Linked DNA regions of Gossypium arboreum: region 2 is linked to region 1. A link is a contact called in public Hi-C data. All regions are on one chromosome and are shown on one strand. Each heading gives the region's core, a stretch centred on a gene start, on an enhancer-like site or on the middle of the called end of the contact. The rest is flanking DNA. Distances are from core to core; before and after follow the strand shown.

The links. A called contact is a pair of places that touch in the nucleus more often than the background predicts.
Region 2: a Hi-C map of leaf shows a contact between it and region 1, with 4 times the contacts expected there. The contact joins the promoter of LOC108480562 here to the enhancer-like site in region 1. A contact is called at or near these places in 2 of 5 Hi-C or Micro-C datasets (both in leaf).

Annotation. Positions count from the first base shown.
Region 1 is chr1:64,748,660-64,756,193 of ASM2569848v2, forward strand. No RefSeq gene overlaps it. Among protein-coding and RNA genes, the nearest start is that of LOC108480680, 28 kb to the left of the region's middle. Within about 2 kb of position 5,737, at least 1 of the 2 cell types and tissues checked has an H3K27ac peak or open chromatin away from gene starts, as enhancers often do. A contact at or near this core is called in leaf, where this site is marked.
Region 2 is chr1:64,872,239-64,879,399 of ASM2569848v2, forward strand. LOC108480562 (IQ domain-containing protein IQM3-like) reads left to right here and starts at 4,815. Exons shown (of 8, transcript XM_053028874.1): 1 at 4,815-5,418; 2 at 5,501-5,615; 3 at 5,736-5,801; 4 at 5,881-5,969; 5 at 6,118-6,205; 6 at 6,293-6,439; 7 at 6,537-6,629; 8 at 7,062-7,161. The coding sequence starts at 5,060.

The DNA of each region.
Region 1 (7,534 bases), core at 4,487-6,986:
CACTTATTCCAAAAATAGTTTAGTTTCAACTCATCGTTGTCCTAAAAACATTTTTTTAAATTATATTTTAAACAGAACAATTTAATATTTAATAATTTTATTATTATAGCCTTAAAAGTCAATTCAATAATGTAAAATTTTAAAATAAAGAGATAGTTGATTTAAAACTAATTTAATATTTAATATATAAAAATCTAAAGATAATATCATTTATTTTTAGTTGAATCTTAGTTCGATTAACATTAATATTATTGTCAAGTATAGGAAGAGGTGAGTTTAAGCACACACCTCAAAATTAGATAATTTTTAAGAAAAATTAATCTTCACATATTTGGAGTCAAATGATTTAATAAAATTCAGGCAATTATTTGTGTATTAATATGAATTCCCTAGAAAAAAGAAACCCACAAAAACCAGGTTATCCTCGTGCTTATTATTTTATTTGTGTGACCAATTATAAACCCTTTATCACCATTGACTAAACCTTAATCTATGTCACCTCACACACTTGTCGTCTCTTTTAATATTTTAGTTTATCGCTTCCATCTCATTATAACAACATTATTAATTAAACAAGTTAGGACCAAAAACAAGACTTTCAAATTCACTTATCCAAATAAAATAATTGAAAAGAAACTTAACTATACCATTTGCAATATCTCGAGTATATACGTTCTTTTTTATATAATATCTAAAACTATTCATTATCTTTCTCTAACTTTTAAATTAGAAGATAATTCATTTCAACGCATTCGAACTCACGTCGTCCTACACTCAATTAGCATTTCCTTTTTAGTTTTATAAATGCTTTAAACGCCAAGTGTCTAATTATATTGTTAGTCCAACTTTTAAGTTGTTAAAACAGATCATAAATATGTATACAACTATTTAATATTGTTAATTAAGCCTCTCCTTAATCGTAAGGATGACGTTTTAAGAACTCTATGATCAAATATTCGAGTTTTATTATGTGTAAATTATATATGGACTTTTAGCCTAATGTTGCTTTAATTTAAATTACATCATATATTAATATTGTCGGATTTATTCTCGTATAAATTTAGATATATTTCGATTATCAACTTGATTACGCTTTATACTATTAACACCAATTGTAGTTATTGGAATATATGACTATAATTTTAATTATGTTTGTACATATAACCCTTTAAAAATTAATATCTCAAAAATATTTTTTCTTTTAAAACAATAGTCAATTAAATTAATTAAGAATATGTATAGGAAGATATTTTCTTTTATCATTACAATATTGTAGAAGGGCAAGTGTAACACCCCAAACCCAACCTAGACGTTACGGCCAAATCTGACGGCGTCACATGAAAGTGTTTTTAGAAAATCTTAGCAAGTTAAAAATCATTCAGCTCATTATCGTTACTTAAGTCGTGAAATCTCTATACCGATTATTAGGTGAACACATTTCATTATTGCGGAAGCTAAAATATCATTAACTCATTAATCAATAGCTTAATAGCTTAAAATCCCGAAATAAAATTAAAAATAGTTCAAGTTCAAAAACATTTTAATCCTAGAAATTAATATTTAAAATAAAGCAGACAAATAGAATGTTACTCAAAAATTCATAAATGTCCAACAGTGGTCACCATCGAGCTCTCCGTTGCGCTGATCCATCTACTGCTAAGGATTACCTGACAGGAAAATAAACAAAAGGGTGAGTTTTCGCAAACTCAGTGTGTACATCCCCACAAATAACATGCATACAGAAAGATAACAGAATATAGATAGTTCGGCCTTAGCCATACAGGTATCCCATGCATAACAAATCAAATATCAGAAAACATGTCCACTGATAAACCGTAATTTATACATATTTTCCCCCATGTTTAACGCATTTTATAGATGATTTTCTATTAGAATTGGTGAATTCGATGCTCCTAATGCTTTAATTTCATGTGTTACACTTAGGAGAGCATAGGAGAGCGAAAGGAACGAGAAACGAGCCAAAAGCGGAGAAAATGGGCCAAAGTACGAAATCAACACGGCCTGGACCTCCTCACACGGGCAGACCACACGGCCGTGTCAATCTGACAGAATTGGAGCACGACTCACACGGGCATAGCACACACCCGTGCCATTCTAACAGGCTCGAACACTGCTTGAAGTAACCGCACATGGGCGTGTCACACGGGCGTGTCCCTGCCGAGCCCAAGTTAAGTCCAATTCGGAAAAGGCCACTTTTGAGGGCTTCTAGGCATTCCAAAGCCTATAAGTACACCCTAGAAAAGGAGAAAAAGGGGAGACAGAGAATAGGAGGTAAGGAATTACCTTAAGGAAGCCGATTGATCCATCTTAGAAGTAGGATTCATCATCAAGACTGAAGATCTCTCCTCAATTTCCCTTCAGGAGTTTTGGGTTTTCTTTATGTTTTGTATTCTTTCTTCTTCTGAAATGTTTTCTTATTTAGTTATGAACTAAATCCCCTAAATATCTAAGGGGAATGAAACTTAAGACGAATTTTGTTATTATTTTCTGAATCGTATGATAAATATTTAACTTGTTCTTAATTATGTGTTCTTAATTCTTATTTTGATATCCCAGGATACTGATTCAAGACATGCTCTTATTCAGAGGAGGAATAGACCCTGTCTAAGAGTACTTTTGTCATAATTAAGCGGAGTTGTTTGCGCGCCTAGAAATAGGGTGACAAGATTTTGCCGGATTAGGGTGAAACCTAATAAGGGGATCCATAGATCGAGTTAATGCAACCCTAGAGTGTTAATTAAAGAAAAGTCTCGGTTATTCAATCTAGGGATTAGACGTTATTAGTCTTGAATAGGGATAATAACATAACTTACGGATCTCTACGGAACAAGTTGAATGAATAAATAGTCCGATTCGGAGCCAGAATAACAAGTAAAGTCTAGGTGGATTTTTCTTTAGGTATTGTCTCAAGTCAATCGATTTTCCCAAAAACAATTCCCTAATTCTTTTCTCTGTGCGTTCTTAGTTTAGATAATTTAATTAACCCCGTTATTCTTAGGCTAGATAATAAAAAGACAGACATTACTAATACTTTTAGTTCCTTTGGGTTCGACAATCCAGTCTTGCTAAAACTATATTACTGTTCGATAGGTACACTTGCCTACATTGCGATGATAGTTAGTCTAGGTTTGATCTTCATTATAAATATTTATTACTTGTTACGAATCACGCGATCACCCACCAACCCTGCACACCATCTCTGACCAACCCAACACACCATGTGGGGATAGAATCGAACCACCTAACCCTACACACCAAGTATGGGGATATAATAGTACATAATAAATATATGCAGCGTAGCTGCCAGATAATAGGCTAATCGCCTCTCAAACTTCCTTCTCTTCACAAAAATCCCAACCCAATGCAATGCAATATACATATCATGACATGCTTATATGCAGATATCAGATCTTATCAAAATCATGGCAGAATAGATATACGGAATCAGACAGATACACATGCTTGTAATAACATGCTTTTGCATACAATTCAGTAATCAATTAGAGTATGGGGTTTAAGTAATACTTACCGCCCCTACAGTCAGGTTACGGTCGACTTAGACGACCTGTGCAACCTTACAGAACATTTCAAACAAATTGGGCTTACACGCCCGTGTGGGCTCACGGCCTAACTTGGCTTTGCCCGTGTGGATCACACGGCTTGGCGCAGATTCTCATACGCCCGTAAGGTTTACCTGTGTGGCCCACACGGTCCATTTACCTGAGCCCGTGCCTCGTACACGGCCTACAAGCCATCACACGCCAGTGTCCGTCGTGCCCGTGTAGCACGCGCACGGTTTGGCTTGCCGAACACACGGCCGTGTATCGCCACACGCCCGTGTGGCGTCGACAGTAGCAGTTTTGGCTTTCGCTGAAACGCAATTTCGAATAAATTGGAGTACACACCTGGTTCGTTTTCGCTGCTAATCCAACCGTGAGCACTCCAAAACCTAACATTAACAATATCGAGCCCAAAATCAGTTACTTAAATCAACATCCTTAAGTATTACCAAATCCCAAAAGAGAGATCTACTTACCTTCAATGAAGAACGGTGTTTCCTTGCTGTTTAGAACTCGATTACTGATCTACAGAGCCTTGAATATCCCCTAAACAGCAAACAAAAATCCTTTTAAACGATCGCCAAAGAAAATCACGTAACTTGATAAAGTGATACTTACCAAATCGATAGGACCGCTAGCAATACTCCTAAACTTATCGAAAAAGAAGAAAAACGAAGGGAAGAAAGAAAAATAGAAGGGAATTTTCGGCAGCAAGGGGTTTTGGGAAAAAGAAAACGGTAGAGAGCAAGAACTTTTGTTAAAAAGAAGGGAAGAATCCCTAAACCCCAATTCAGATTTCTGATAAAGCCCAACTCTTAGCCAAAACTTGCAGCAAAAATAATCCCATCGCTACTGTAGGGAATCGAACTCCAGACCCTAAGCGTGATCCCTTGCCATCTAACCACTAGACTAGTAGGCCCATTCTGTTAGGTTTTTACCAACAATCCCTTATAAGCCCACTGACTTAAAGTCAGGCTTTATTCAAATAAAAAAAAAAACCCAAAATTTAGCCCAAGTTAAAGCTTGAACTTAAGACCTCCCAAACACACCCCAGAGCACATAACCACTTAAACCAACATGTTTAAAGCCAAAAATAACATAGACCCAGTTGTTCAGTTATTTCCATGCTCAACAATTACAAAAGCCGAAATTAAAGAAATTTGGGGCATTACAGCAAGGGGTGACAATATTTATATATGTATCATCTAGATGTTAGATGAAAGTTTTAACCGTTGTTTTAAGCAAATTTTGAGAAGATTAAATTTTACTATTAGTCTTTATACATTTCAAAATTTATGGATTTAGTCCTTGTATTTTAATTTGATCATTTTTAGTACATGTACTTTTCAAAATGATTGATTGTAGCCCTTGTACTCTTTAAAATTTTGAAATTTAAAATTTTAGTCTTGACTCAAATAGAAGCAGTTAATTTTGTTTGGTCAAATTCAATTACTAATGTTTTAGTATGTGTACAATTGTAGGTTTGGTCCATTTTCTCCAATTTGATCATTCTAAGTCTATATGCTTATTGAATTTGAATTTTTTAGTCTTAACGCAAATGTCAGTTGTTAATTCATTAACTAAATTTGTAGTGAGTAATATGTAGAAATAATAAGCTGACATAGCATTACATACGATAATATGTTTGGCGCATCAAGTTTTAGAAACAGAAGAACTTAACTTAATAAATTTAACAATTATCATTTGATGAAGATTAAAATTTTAAAATTCAAAAAGTACATGAACTAACATTGATAAAATTAAAGTATAGGGACTAAATTCATAACTTCCATAAATTATAGGGACTAATAGAAAATTTGAACGTTTTGAGAATGGGAGGAATTGTTTATATTGGAGAAAATAGCATGAGATATTTTATTCTCACGTAAACAAAACATGGCTTAAAATTAACTAATATGTTTGTATATCGTTTGGCTTCAACCTTTAAAAATAATAAATAAAATACAAACCGACCGACCACGCAATCCAAGTAACATAAATGTTAGGAAATCAAAATGGGGCCGCATTACAAACATTTTTGAGTGAAGACAAGAAAGGTAACAGTGACTTCTAAATGCACCGTCATTCCATGCATCCACATAATACGTCCAATTTTATAGCTTGTCCACTTCACACGTGTTCATTCACCTCAGCCGCCTGTCAGAGAGTGCCGGCCTTTTTGCCCTTACCTCGTTTTTGGACGGACCTTATGCATCCACCAATCCATCCCCGGCCCTTTTAAGTCAAACCACTTTCTTTCACTATTATTTTCTAACAACAATTTTATTCAAACTTTTTCAAATTATTAATTTCGAATATAAATTTATATTTAAAAATAATATATAATAATACATAAACATGTATAATATCAAAATAGAAATATATATTAAATTATAAGTAAAATAAAATTCAAACACTTATATATCATATTAATAATATTAAATTAATATAATTATTTAAATAAATATGTGATAAAATTATATATTGAATTCTCAATTTATAATTTAATTTCTCCTCTAAAAGAATTTTTGGATTCATCTATGCATATTAAGACATATCAATAATAAATTAATTAATAATTTTAAAAGGATTAAAAAGAAATATATAAACTGAATCAAATCTAAAATATATTATTGATTTTTTTAATAAAATTATTTATTGTGCAAATCACTAAATAAATCTCATAATGTGTATATTTTAACATATATGTTACTAATCTAGTGCATATTTATATATATTAAACTTGGTTAGACATGCAAATGCATGTAATCAAATTCTTTTGTTTTTGGGTACCATTACAAGCTTACAAATAGGGAGGAGATGTAATAGCATAGAATTATATCTTAGATCTTGAGGAAAAATATTTATTAAAGAGAGAAAAAAAAGTAAGATATTTTTTTAGGAAAATGAGTGATTAATTATGAGAAGTGGGAGATATCAAGTTTTATTCTATTAATTAGATGTTGGTTTATTTTAAGATAGTCAGGTTAGAATTGAATTATTGTATAAAAGAAATTGTGAAAAATGGATAATTTTTAATTAAATGAGTAAAATCCTCAAAAGATTTATTTTTGTATTTATGCATGTATTATCCAATTGAGTGAAAATAATTTATTGTTAGTATAGATAATGAGGTTTTGTTGAAGCAGAAGGTTTGAGATTTTATTGAAGTTGAAACCATTTGCATTTTGTACCTCCTTTTTGCTTTTGTTTTCAAAAAGTTGATTTTGAAATATACTATAGTGGATTACTTTTGCAACACTTTTCCCCACAAGATTTTCAAATTACATTTACATCCAATTTGCATGCTTATTTTATTGTTTATGTGGAAATAAATTTATATAATAAAAAAACTAAATGAAGAAATGTAAAAGTTTGAAATCAAATCCCATCAGTAAATTTTAACATGATTTGAAATGAAAATAATATCCCACAATAATTTTTATTATTACATAAAAATAATCAATTGAAACTCTAGATAATAGATGAAGTTGTTTTCAAAATATATTATTTTATTCAATCCTTTAGTGCAATGGAATTGAGTTAATTTTTGTAGAATTGCATTAAATTACCAAAAATATTTGCTAGAAATTAAATTAAGCAAGCTCATCTTAGAAATAACATAGGATACTCTTTGAAAGAATTCCATAATAAATTTGTTCCCTCAAGTGCACATGGAACAATTTTGCTCTAATTCACCACAACCTCACAAAGGACAAGAAAGAGTATATATATATATATAGTATTGTAAACATTTTTTTCAATCACATTTTTCTTGATAGATATATTTTATTCTTAAAAAAATACAAAAAAAAATCACAATCATATCTTATTATTCCATCCCAATATGTCTCATCTTAAGGTGACATCAAAATCTTCTTATTTGAGAGAGAGAAAAAAAAAGCAATTAAAATTGAAGAGATTCTCTTCATCTAGCAATGAAAGGCTTCATG
Region 2 (7,161 bases), core at 3,565-6,064, 120 kb after region 1:
GTGTTACAACCTTTTCCTTCAATCTTGTTTTAATAATTTATCTTTTATTTGGACTAAAAAGTGACAAATAAAGTAGCTCGAGTGGCTTTATCCTTTGATTCATATTATGATTTTATGAATTTGTCAAATATGTTGAATTCTATTATTGAGGTTGATGTTAACCTTTCTTCGAATAGGGTGGAATGCATAGTACAGGTTGTATGAAATAAGCCTATTGACTTGAGTTTAGAAGTGTTCCCCTTGATTTCTTCTTTATTTAAATTTGGTTTACCTGAAAAAGAAAAAGTAGTAATTACTAAATTTTATTCATTTATAATAATTAATAAATTAATTAAAATAATTATGTTGCTAATTAAGATAAATATGTGTCACAAAAACAGAAAAGTATACTTCAAAACTTGTAAAATGTAAAATGATTGGTTAGTAAATGAACTGATCCAATGGTGTAGATTCTCATATATTAATGTCAATTTAGATAAAAACTTAATAATATTTTAAATGCAATTAGAAATTTTCTTGAGAAATGTAGTTATTCTCCTAAATAATGTGTAGTACTACCAAAATATTAAAGTGAATGGGGTCTCATATTAATTAATGTGAACCACAAAATGTGTGGATGAGAATTTTATTTTCTTCTTAGGAGTATATAAATTACGATGAGAAGTAAAAATCAGCCATCAATTATAATTTACTATAAAGTATAAAAGACTGAATTCCACTTAAATTAGAAATAAATTTAATTTTATTCATTTCCATATAACGCATATAATTCTTTTTATGAAAATAACACATACTTATTTTTCTTAATTTTTTATTTGGAAGATTAATAGAAACTCTAACCATTTCACTCAAAGCTTCAATTTTAAAACATTAATAATTCATTAATGTAAATGATCATTTTATATCTTTTATATATAAAAATAGAATATATACACATGTAAACTTTTATAATTTTTATGAAAACCTTATTTATTATTTATATCAATTTTTAAATATTCTATTTTACATATGTGGTGAATGTTCCCTACTCTAATATTAAAACTCTTCTTTAACTTACATTATTTTTAAAATTAAACAAACCTCTATTCTTTGATTTTTCTTCATTACAACTTTTAATTTTAACAAAATATGCTTTTGGAAAAGAATCAAACACTCATTAAGATATTATTTAGACTATTAATATTCTATTTCAGTTTTTTTTTAATCTTGATACGTTACAACAGTTTTAATCACATAAATATAAATTTATACTAAATATTTTATAACCAATTTTTATCTGAAATAGAAAAAGTTAAAAAAAAAACTTACGGGTTTGTCAAAATAAATAATATTTTATATATCATTTTACTACATTAGACTTAGGCTTTACTTGGTAGAGTAAAAAAAATTAGAAAATTATAAAAACTTGAAAGGGTAAAAAAGTATATTAATTTTAAATTAGAATGCTTGGTAAGAAAAAAATTTTAAAAATATAATTTTACTTTCATCTATTACTTGATAGAATTAAAAATAAAAGAAAGAAAATAAAACTTTTGATAAATACAAAATTTTGAAGTATCTGACACCTGTCTCTTTCATTTTCTTTCTTCTTATCATTTAAATTGAAAATAATTTATTTTTGCGTATTAGAATAGAAAGCGAAATTTCTTATTATTTTTTCTCTCACTTTCTGTATTACTAAGCATATTCAATTTATTTTCTTTTCAATTTTTATTTCCTTTTCAATCCTTTCACTATTTTGCTTAACCAAGATGCTAATTAGATTTTTTTTTAAAATTTTACTTATACTTAAAAATAAATAAAAGTGAGGTAATTTTATTTTTATTTTTTAAAAAGGAAGACTTATACCCTTGTTTAGTAATGTTTTTCAAACCAACTTTTAAAAACCAAATTAAAAACTAAGAAATTTAGACTGTATTTGGTATTTTTGTTTTATTGGAAAATGAAAATCATTGAAGAAAATGTATTTGATTAAAATTTTTAAAAAAAATAAAAATATGTGAAAATTAGAAAACAATAAAAATTATTTTCATTGTTTTCACTAAAATGTTTTATAAAAGTGAAAATGATGACAGTAAGGATTTTTACTTAAGATGAATTAACCCAAGTTAAAACTTATATAAATGCAAAAATTCTTTTTGTCAAATGTTTTCTAATATTAAATCTAGTACCCTAGTTCAAATTCATATAAATGTAATTTTTTTTGTTAGAAAAACAGCTACCAAAACCAAACATAATTTCATGTTTTCATTATTAAGAATTTTATTTATTTCTATTTACTAATCATATTTTCAATTTAAAAAAAAGAAAATAAAATTATTTTTGAAAATGAAAATAGAAAATATTTTCAGAAACCAAATCCTTAGTCTCCATTTGATTTCAAAAACAGAGGTAAATTTTGTTTTTGTTTTCTAAAATAGAAAACATTTTGAAAATTTTAAAATGATTTTAAAAAATGAAAATAAAAGTATGTGGAAACTAGAAATTAATAATAAGTTGTTTTCATTGTTTTCACTGAAAATGTTTTGTAAAATTGAAAATGACAAAAACAAGGGTTTTAACTTTAAATGAATTAATCTTGGTTCAAACCTATATAAACACAAAAATATTCTTTTAAAAACTTTCAAATATTAAATTTTGTACCCTAATTCTAATCTATGTAAATGTAGAATTTTTATTTTATTTTTCATGTTTCTATTATAGAAAAATAAGTACAAAATATATTTTCAATATTCAAAAATAAATTTCTATTTCTATTTATAAAACATATTTTTCAATTTCCCTAACCATTTATCTCAAACCATCTATCCCGTCAACAATTTCCCTCCATACTCCACAGTTCATAAACACGCAGTCACAAGCATATTATCACATAGACATAATAACGTGGAGTACGCTAAATCATATATATTGTATCACAACCATTTCGAGCATACTGAAACATTTATGGATACTCATATACCTACTCACTCTTATGCATACAAGGCATTCTCAAACAACAAAGATCATACCAGTCATAACATTCAAAGAACACCCATGTATGGAGTAAAGAAACTCACCTGATGCATCTTTGCCTTATCAGCTTAGCTTTTCTGAACATCAAAGCTTTTATTCTCTAGCTCACTAGATTCTCCATTTTTCAGACACAAACCCCATGATCATCGCTCCATGTAGAGCTTCCTATAATTATCTCTTCTTCGAAGTAACAAAGAAGAATATGAAGAAGAGAAGAAAATTAAACAAAATTGAGAAGAATTCACCTAGGAATTCATTTCTCAGCTATTTATAGCACTTTATGTACGGTTACCAACCCTATAAAAATCATCCATTGGTAATCATTTTGTCTCCTACTATCAAACTAGTTGGTTCTCATCCAATGGAACTAGAATTGAAACTTAACTATGTCCAAATTAGCAGCTAAATTTTCCTATTTTTCAATAGAAACCACCAACTTATGGTTTCTTTCAATTTGACCCCTAATTATTCCTAATTTTTTGGCTTAAGGAAAATTAGGTGTGACAATGAGGATCATTAAAAGCAACTTGAGTTGCTTGAAAAAGAAAAAGCTTTATCTAACAAAGTTTCTCCAAAAAGATTTGAAAAGGGAAAAAATTCAAAGGCAAACTTTGTTAAATCAAACTTTAATTAATATAAACATAGAGGTCCTCAAAAAAATCTATAAGGGAAAACTTGTTAGAAGTGTATGGGTTCTCTAAAGGACTTAGTACTACTATAAACAAGGACATCCTTTCTAAATGAATACCTAAGGGGACCAAAATTATAAGAACTAATGCTGGACCCAAAAGAATTAAGGTTTCACCAAGCAACCGTTGTCGACCCGATTTGCATTTCATCTTTTGTACACCACACAACAACTCCTTCCTGCTGGAAACCTTATTGTCGCCAACTCTGCTATAGGTTAATGTAACGAGTTCAGCATCTTTGGTGGAGAAAATGAGTTAATTGGGTATATTGAAAAGCCCTTGTGCTTTTCACTATGACTATGATCTTAGACTTCTGCATGGATTTAATAAAGCATCCTCTTTTGATAAGGTGAAACTTGTTGCCGTGCCCGTATAACCACTGCCAACTAGGGCCCCCAGCTACATTCTATCCCTTGACAGTATAACCTTTGTAAACTTGAAGCCCTAGTTACACTACAACTCATGACCATATAATCACCGTCAACTGGGACCTCGAGTTGCAATGCGATCTCGACTTCTCAAGTGATGGGACCATATAAAGTATCTTGTTTTACAAATCAAAGAGTAATTATAAAAGAATTATATTAGAAATAAATAATATAAAGTATTCAATAAGGATATCATTGTATTTGTAAAAATTATAAATAATTTTAATAAAATGAAAATTTAAAACATACATTAGAATCAAATGAAAATGATTTTTGAAATTGAAGTTTTATCTTATAATGTGATTATCCGTATTAAACAAAATAAAATAAAATAATGAGAAATTTTAAAAATTACCGCTTATTTACATAAATTTTAGAACTTATATTTATACAAATTTTTAGAACACACTCTTATTTTACTTTGAAATAATTTTAGTCTTATTTAAAATTTAATCAATGTTGAATTTATTTGTTTTATATTTTTTAGTTTAACTAAAATAGATTTATGGCACTCAATTTTTTCAATTAGATTAATAAAATTCAATAATAATAATAATAATAATAACAAAATCACAAAAATCCTTACTCAAAGACTGTTAAAGCCAGATTTATGATTTATGAGGCGGAGCAATGTCAGTCCATAAATATATATCATAATTGATTTTACTTTTGAGTATGCTTGGTCACTAGTTTGTTTTGTCTCGAGCGAGTTACACAAAATCTCACTCTCAACCTCAGCGCGTAACAACACGCACTTCACTAACTCTTAATCCAACTGGAATCTATTTACAAATTTACAAGTGGGTTTCCCGGCGATTTTCTAAGTCCTTGGCTCTGGTTTTTTCTTTGAAGTATTCTCTCCAAAACCAACGACCCTAAGATTCTCTCTTTCTAAAACTCCTTCAAATTTGGCTACCAAGAAAAACAATGGAAGTAATTGAAAGTCAAGCAGCTGTTTCGAATTTCGATCTCCAGTCAAAGTCTCCGTTTTATAACATTTCCTCCACCGACATTACGAACGCCGGCTTACTTGGGGAATCCGAATTTGTATCTGTGGATAGTCCGAACCAAGCTAGCGAATCGGATTTCCCGACGGTGGTTAATGGTGGTGGTTTGAAAATGCTGCTGGAGCCGTTATCCGACGGCCGAGATTCTCCGGGTTCGAATCAGACGCGCAGTGGCGGTTCTTCTCATTCCAACGCCGCCGTTAAGGTCCAGAAGGTGTATAGGAGTTACCGGACACGGCGTAGGTTAGCAGACTCCGCTGTTGTCGCTGAAGAACTCTGGTAGTTTCTTTCATAAAATCTTTGTCTGTCTTCAAAATATATATTATTTAATACTAATAGTAAATATTTTTATTATTTTCAGGTGGCTGGCTTTAAATTATGCAAGGCTTAATCACAGCACAATTTCCTTTTTTAATTATTTGAAACCAGAAACTGCTGCTTCATGGTGGAATCGCGTTGGCTTAAATGCTTCTAAGGTATTTTCTTCTTCTTCTTCTTCTTTTTATTTTTTTTTTCTTTTACCTCCCAGTTTCCATGTTCTGTCTTTTTTTTTTTTAGTTAATTTTCATAAATAATTAAGTTGGGAATTTTGTCAGGTCGGGAAAGGGTTGTCCATAGACGCCAAAGCACAAAAATTGGCTTTTCAACATTGGATTGAAGCTGTAATTTACTCTTCTGTATCTTTTTATTAAACAAAATATATTGGATAATTTTGAATCTAACACTTTTTTTCAACTGTAGATTGATCCACGACACCGTTATGGCCATAACTTACATATTTACTACGATGAATGGTGCAAAACTGATGCTGGTCAACCATTTTTCTACTGGTAAACCCCAAACATTTTTCTCATTCTATTAATATTGGTAGGAAGACCAAATTAAAGTAGATGGACTAAATCTTCAAATTGAGCATAGTACTAGGACAAAAATAATGATTTCACCTTTTTTCTTTCTTTCTTATTTTGTTTCCTACAGGTTAGATATAGGTGATGGCAAAGATGTCGATCTCGAAGAATGTTCAAGATCAAAGCTTCGAAAACAATGCATCAAGTATCTCGGACCTGTATGTATGCAAACTCATATGTTAGATTCAATCTCTTTTTCCAAATAAGATTGAATGAAATTGTTAATTCCCTGTTGTTGTAAACAGCAAGAAAGGGAACATTATGAGTACATTGTTGTTGAAGGAAAGATTATCCATAAACAAACTAGAAATGTCCTTGATACATTCCAAGGCTCGAAAGAAGTTAAATGGATATTTGTTATGAGCACCTCGAAGAAATTGTATGCCGGCGAGGTAAACCATCTGGCTCGAACCGCAACTTTTAGATTAAATACTTACTAGATGTATGAAAACCCAAAAATGTCTTTAATGTCTTTTCGGTACCTTGCAGAAGAAGAAAGGAATGTTCCATCATTCTAGCTTCTTAGCTGGTGGAGTAACGCTAGCTGCTGGTAGATTGGTGGTGGAGAAAGGGATACTAAAGGTATAAGTTTGTAACAATTTAGGATTTAGTAGTGTACTCAGATTTTGTTACGGGCTGCCAATATTGATAGTTGCATTTGAATGGCCGGATGACTTATACGATGTATGTGAGACATGATTTTGTTTGTTTTTCAGTCCATCTCTGCATATAGCGGACATTACCGGCCAACGGATGATAGTCTCAACAGTTTTCTTTCCTTTCTGAAGGGGAACGGAGTGAACCTTGACAAAGTTGAGGTGACCTTTCAATCTCCTCTTCTGCATTTGTTGGATTTGTCAAATTGCATCAATTAATGTCTGCTTGGTTATTTCATATGCTTGATGGTTTTGATCCTTGAACGTCAAACCTCTGATTCCACTTTCAGTTGGATCATGCCGCCATTCGTTAGGTATTTCTTGGATATATGATGAATTACATCTATTTTGTGTTCAGATTCGCCGTTCAACCGATGATTCTGATAGCTACGATGATGGAAATTCCAGCAGTAGTGTTAGTACTTTTGGATTTTCAGCAAGCTCAGTGCCGACTGAAC